Regions from separate parts of the Sus scrofa genome. Here region 1 is linked to region 2. A link is a contact called in public targeted proximity ligation data. All regions are on one chromosome and are shown on one strand. The core of a region is the stretch at or near the end of the contact, and the rest is flanking DNA. Distances in the headings are between cores, read along the strand shown. Region 1 overlaps PBX1 (pre-B-cell leukemia transcription factor 1). Region 2 overlaps PBX1 (pre-B-cell leukemia transcription factor 1).

Region 1 (3,071 bases), core at 470-2,969, 150 kb before region 2:
CAGCAACGCGGGATCCGAGCCGTGTCTGCAACCTACACCACAGCTCACGGCAACGCCAGATTGTTAACCCACTGAGCAAGGGCAGGGACCGAACCCACAACCTCATGGTTCCTAGTCAGATTTGTTAACCACTGCGCCACGACGGGAACTCCTGTTCTCTTTATTTTAAATCCCTGTAGTAGTGGTGTCTTTCCTTATCAGGGGAGAGCCGGTTATATTTCAAAAGATCAATTTCCACATTCCCCAAGCTTCTGTGTGTGTATGGATCCCCTTTCGGCAGGTGATAGCTTTACCTCTGAGGTCCATCTGCATCTCTTGTCTCCTTTTCTCTCTCTCTCTCTCTTTTTTTTTTTCCCCTAATTTTGTATCTGAGATGCTGTTTACTGGCCACAGCACATGCCCCAGGTCCGTGGCACAGCAGGGACTAGAACCCGGATCCCTGGGCTCTGGTGCATTTCTCTTTCCAACAGCCTGTGCTGCCTCCCAGTGGACAGAGCATCTGCAAGGAGGAGAGATGTTAATACCTGATTCTTGTCTAGAAAAAGAATTGTTTGGTGAGTGTTAGCATTTCTTTGGCCTTCCCATTGCCTCAGTTTGTTAAGTGTCAATATCTTACCTCTCTGAGCAAGGCTGAAAAACCCCGTTACCACCTCCCTCCCACCCCCAAATTAGTAGTAGTATTTATAAACCCTTGAAAGCATCCCTTAAAGGTCTAAGAACAGATTCTAAATTAGCTTTCTATTGGGAGAATAATCCCCACGTTGGAGGGACTCAAGAGATAGATGATCAACGCCAGCCCCTAACCTCCTCTGGGGGATGCTGACGTTCACTTGAATCTTGTCCAAGATGACCAGCTCCTCCAGTGCTCACGTTCTCCCTTTTTTCTCTGTTTAACCTTGTACAACTCCAGGGGCAATTTTGGTGCTCTGATGATTTGGAAAAATAAGTGAAAGGTAAGTTCTATCTTCCTTAAAAAAATTACGTCCAAGTGAGTGATGGCTGTGCTCTATTCCTCAGTAATATTTCGATGCTCTTCCTGAAGAATAGTAGAGCTGCCAAAATCAGTAGGGTTTTTACCAAGCTCTGCTTCAGTAATCCTATCACTTGCCTGAAGAATTCATTATACTGAAATAAACACATTAGGAACTCCGTGGTCTTTTCCATCTCTAATATTTATGAAGTACTGAGGCTCCCAGCCAGCAATAGGGAAGCAGGTAATTCCCAGCAATCAGTTAAATAGACGTGGGTTGATTTGGATTGCAAAGTATAGGTGCTTGATTAGCCTCATATCTGGCCATGCATTGTTCTTCAGTCATTCAAGAGCTACCTAATTATGAATATTGAAGTACAAATGTTCCAGCCTTTCACATAAGGCGCTTACCTTTTAATTGGCCATCAGCTTTGTTTTTAGCTTAGATGTATCTCCACTGGGATGCAAATGAAATGGGGAGATAATCATCCAGGAAGCAGAGAAAAGGGTAAAATGATCACGGATGATTAAGTGGCCATAGGGAAATGTTAGGGTTAGGCTAAAGGGAGAGAAACAAAAGAAGGAAACTCACAGGAAACCAGCTCCCTTCACTGCCGCACTGCCAGGCACACCTCTTTTCAAAGCACCTTTTAATTTCCCTCTGCAGCGTTCAGGTGGGGACATCTGGACACGCTCAAGCTGACATCTACCAGCTTGATCACAAACTTGACTCCTCCCTGCCCCTGAACTCTGAGCCAAGCAGAGGGCGGGGTCTTGGATCCTCACCACACAAACTTGGCAGGAAAAAAAAAGACCGTTAAGTGAAGGCTAATTGGAAGCTGCCCCAAACTACACTCCGTTGGAGCTATTTACAATATCTTTCAAGCAGCGGCTTACTAGATTATTCAGTTAAGGGGCTGAGGGTGGGTGGGGGGAGTCCTCAAGGGGATGAAATTGACCTGAAGGACCAGCTGGTTTGGACAGGGCAGTGGATGCTTTTGGAAACTCTTGAAATAGTAGCTCCCACCTGATCTTAATCCTCCGGTACACAGCCTTAGACACTCCCCTTTACAGCCAGAGTGGGACACCTTTTGGGTCATGTGTCTCATTATATTCTCATGAAAGCTATGGCCCTCTCCCCAGAAAAGGAACTTAGATACACACATTTTTGTTTCCCTGTGTAATTTCAGGAAGCTAAGGAACCTCTGAAAGACCATCCATGGATCTTCTAATTTTGTTGGGTTTAAAAAAATCCTGCTTCAGATACAGAGATTGGGCCAGGAAGTTTTCTAGATGCTAGAGAAATAATAGTGTGGGTACCCAGCATGTCTCAGGGAGAGCTCCACCGAACTGTGGCGTTTTGCAGTATTTTGTCGGCATCCTCCCCCTCCTACTCCAGGGTGATTATAGTAAGTTTTGTTTGTGTGATTTTATAGTTTAGAGGGCACTTTGTAAACATCCCATTGAGCGCTCCAAGTGATCCCACAATCCTCTGAGGTTAGCGGGTTTTGTTTTCCCCATCACTGCTTTGTCTGTTACAAGTTCCACTTCTCTCTGAGGCTCCATCCCACCTAAGCGCCTAAGCATGTGTGCTTTGTTGATGGACGGAAAGATGGGGTGTGGGGAGTGGGCGGGGTGGGGGGAGGGGCATGTACTCTGTGAGCACTACCTGGAGAAGTGGAGGCGGGACAGCTGACTTTCTCAGAGAAGAAGTGCCTTCTCTGCATCAACCTCTGGTACTCAGATGAGGACAACTCTTTATTCCTTGTCCTTGGCCAGATGTCTGATTTTATTGATGTTGACTTTGTGATAACTGTTGCAGAGACATGGAGGAAGTTTACTTTAGTTTCATAGATAAGGCAGACCCATTAAATACATATTGTAAAGATCTAGGCAGACTTGTATAGAAAAATGTAGACTACCTTAGAAAAACCTTTGGATTCAAGGCCTTCAAAAACACTCATTTGTATGTAAATACCTAAGAAGCAGGTCTTCAGTTTAGAGGCTGTATTTTGTTTATGTAATTCTAGCTAATCCTAATAATTGTCTCCAGGCAAACATGACAACATTTTTATATCTTTAAAAATAATCTTGGAGTTCA
Region 2 (3,172 bases), core at 416-2,915:
AGTCAGAGGAGTTGGGCAATTAGTAAACCAATGTGTCAGTTTAGCTCCTTTCAAGGGTTTTTGTTTTTTTTTTTTTTATTTTGGGCACCTCCATTGCTTGGAATAGTCAGGCAGGTTGGGAATCAGCTCTTGAGAAAGAGACCCACCTTTCCCTCTAATTTTATTCTGCTGGTGCCATAGCCAGTGCATTTCTAAGGAGCACAGCCTCCAGTCCATAGGTGCTACCCTCCCAAAAACCGAGAGCCAGATTCCCCTTCTAGAACAAGATCTGAGAATAAGACATAGGGGAGAATGCAGAATGGGGAAGGAGGGGGAATTGTTAATTAAGCTCTATTAAATATTAATTGAAATATAAATTCAAAACCTCACCAACTCCTGACAGTTATATAATCTAATTAAGTGATGGGGCCTGTTGCCCCACCGTGTCGTTGGGTGTATGAAGGGAATAAAGTGATCTTCTGTTCACAAACACCATGAGGACTTTATTAATCCAAGGCTTTTGCCCATAAAGTAGATGGGGAAGTTGGCCATAATAATAATTTTATGGAACATCGAAGGATGGAAGGGGCAGTTTGGACCTGGATGGGAGCGCGGTGAATCCGCCGAGGTGCTGTCGGTCCATCATGTAACGTTTTCCCTTTGTCACTGAGACACAGTGGGGGCGGTAGGGAGGTCCTTGTGGGCGCCCTTCCACATTTACAAAAGTCTCTTCTGCACTTGGGACAGAATCCTTAGGACTAGTTTCAATTTTATAAACTGCCTTGGAAGGAAAAATTGTGGGTGCATGTGTAAAATATTGTCTTGACATAAAAGTTTCCAAAGAATGTGTAACTGGAAAGGATTTTGGAGATGACTTTGATTTCTTAATCGCAAACTTGAGTAAGTTTGTGTTTTGCAGTTTTTGTTATGGTAGCTATGGGAAGTGGACTAGAAAAATAACCTGAAAAAAATAACCTGTGTCCTTATAAACACTGAGAAATAAAAGTTGTATCGATGTGACTTCGTTTCATTGAATTATTTTGCAATTTTAAAAACAGGTGGTTCTAAGATTTTTTTTTAGGGTGGCGCAACTCAGTTTTGAACATAATTATCACAAGTGAAATCGGCAACTCCTCATCTTTATGTCAGAAAAGCCCCAAACGACTGCTTCACTCCTTTTCCCCTATGAAAGCACAGTTACGGGAATTCTGCTAGTTCTTTTGTCTTTGCACTTGGTGGTGGTAGTTGTCTCACACTGCTTTGAATTAGGACATCACACCCCCTTGTTTCACATTGGTGCAATGGTCTTCAAGTTTCCGAAATGACCTTAAAAGAGTTCTTAGGAATTAAAATGCATTATTCTGCAAGACCACATTTGACGATGTGGGGTTCTAGAAGCCCTGTTTGTGAGGGACACAGCTCATATGTGGTGTTGACCCCTTTGGTTATTGGATCTTTTTTTTTTTTTTTTTCATTTTTTCATTTTTTGGCCGCCTTACGGCGTATGGAATTTCCAGGCCAGGGATCAGATCCGAGCCACAGTTGCAATGCCGGACCTCTGATCCATTGTGCCGGGCCAGGGATGGAACCTGTGTCCCAGCGCTCCAGAGTCACTGCTGATCCCATTGTGCCACATCAGGAGCTCTTTGGTTCTTGGAAATGAGAGCGGCGGCTCCTCCTCCCCTGGACCACTGGGCTGGGCTTGGGGGCAAAGTGGAACAGAGCTGTGTCATGGAGTGTTCCCTTCCTGCCCGTATGTTAGCAATTTGACCGTGGTCTCTTTTATTTCCCTTTCTCTTTGGGCCTGAGCCATTTCCTAAAGGAATGTGGATAAAGGCTGTCAGTGTTGGGAGCAGGAATAATGCAGTTTGAGTGGTTGTCTCACCGTTGGAGGGGCCAGAGGAGCCTTGAAAGGCCCCTGAGCAGAGAGATTTGTGTCTGGCATGGCAGCGAGGGGCTCGGCATTGCTTGCCTGGGTTTGGTAGATAGCAAATAAGAAACGTGTGTCCCCGTGGCCATCGGAGGTAGGGCTTGGCCAAATGTGTATGTGGGCCAGGCTGTGGGGGGCAGGGGAGGGGTTGGGGTTTGGCTCCCACCTGAGATGCCCGTGTGCTCAACATCCTGCTGCCTCCTTGCCCGTCCGCTCGTGGACAGGATCACGGATTTGTGGTGCTCATGGGGAAAACCAGAGGCTGGGCACCTTTGGAGAACTTGGCAGAGGCATCCCTGTTCACTTTGGAGTGTTTCTTTTCTTGAAGCCCGTGCTGGATCTCGGGTCTGTGCTGCTGACGTTTTAGAACATGAGAAAGAGCCGCGGTAGGAGCCAAGTATCTGCCAGACTGTGTCGGGAGAACCTTTATCATTTCTGTCAGATACATCACAACTCGCTTGTCTTACCATACATCTTCCTAAATGTGACAGAATATTCAGCTGTTATTAATTGAATACTCTCTAATTTAACTGCTTAGCGGGAGAAAGAGTGACTGGTTTGTTTCAACACGTAAAGCTGGCATCAACCTGTATGTGGGTTGTGATGCAGTGGCATTGCCGGGCTTGAAAAAGCCGGGGTGTACTGAGAAATGACTCCCCCTCCTTTTCAGCAGGGGAACGGAATCCAGTTTATTGTTCGAAAACAAATAGAGGGGAGTGTGTGAGAGAGAGAGATCTACATATTAGGATAATGCAGATTGTTTATGGGGATGTTTATTGCGACATTCTTTTGTGATACGTGAGTTGTAGGTGGTGGGACAGCTCCTCCGAAATAGTTTAGCTCACCTGGAAGGCTCGAGGTCACGGTGGCTGTCTCAGATCTGAACGCTTACTCCAAGGCACTTGATTATCCTGTCTTTAGCTTTTCCATCAATAAAATGTAAACAGAGAGCCCTACACATTTCTATGTCAGATTGAATGTGATACTAAGGATTAGAAGCCATCTTAATGCAAGAAATTAAAAGATTAGCATTGAAGGTGAGTTTTGAGAAGCTAAACATCGCTTTTCTCTCCTTGGACCTCTGGTAGGAGAACAAAGGCGAGTCAACAGTGAGTTTCTGCAGCTCCCCTCGGAGAAGCAACAGAAGATTCCAATTCATTGATCTGGGGAGAAACCAACGTGGGAACTATATATCCTGCTAAACTTAGGTGGATTTTAACATGAATTTATGTATGTGTGATGGTAGGGCGTTTTAAAAGGAAG

What was found.
Region 1: a targeted proximity ligation map of skeletal muscle shows a contact between it and region 2. A contact is called at or near these places in 2 of 47 Hi-C or Micro-C datasets (embryonic fibroblasts and heart right ventricle) and 1 of 2 datasets of targeted methods (skeletal muscle).

What each region holds. Positions count from the first base shown.
Region 1 is chr4:86,111,554-86,114,624 of Sscrofa11.1, reverse strand. The region is part of intron 2 of PBX1 (pre-B-cell leukemia transcription factor 1); the gene reads left to right. Among named protein-coding and RNA genes, the nearest start is that of PBX1, 57 kb to the left of the region's middle.
Region 2 is chr4:85,964,399-85,967,570 of Sscrofa11.1, reverse strand. All of the region lies in intron 2 of PBX1 (pre-B-cell leukemia transcription factor 1), which reads left to right. Among named protein-coding and RNA genes, the nearest start is that of PBX1, 200 kb to the left of the region's middle.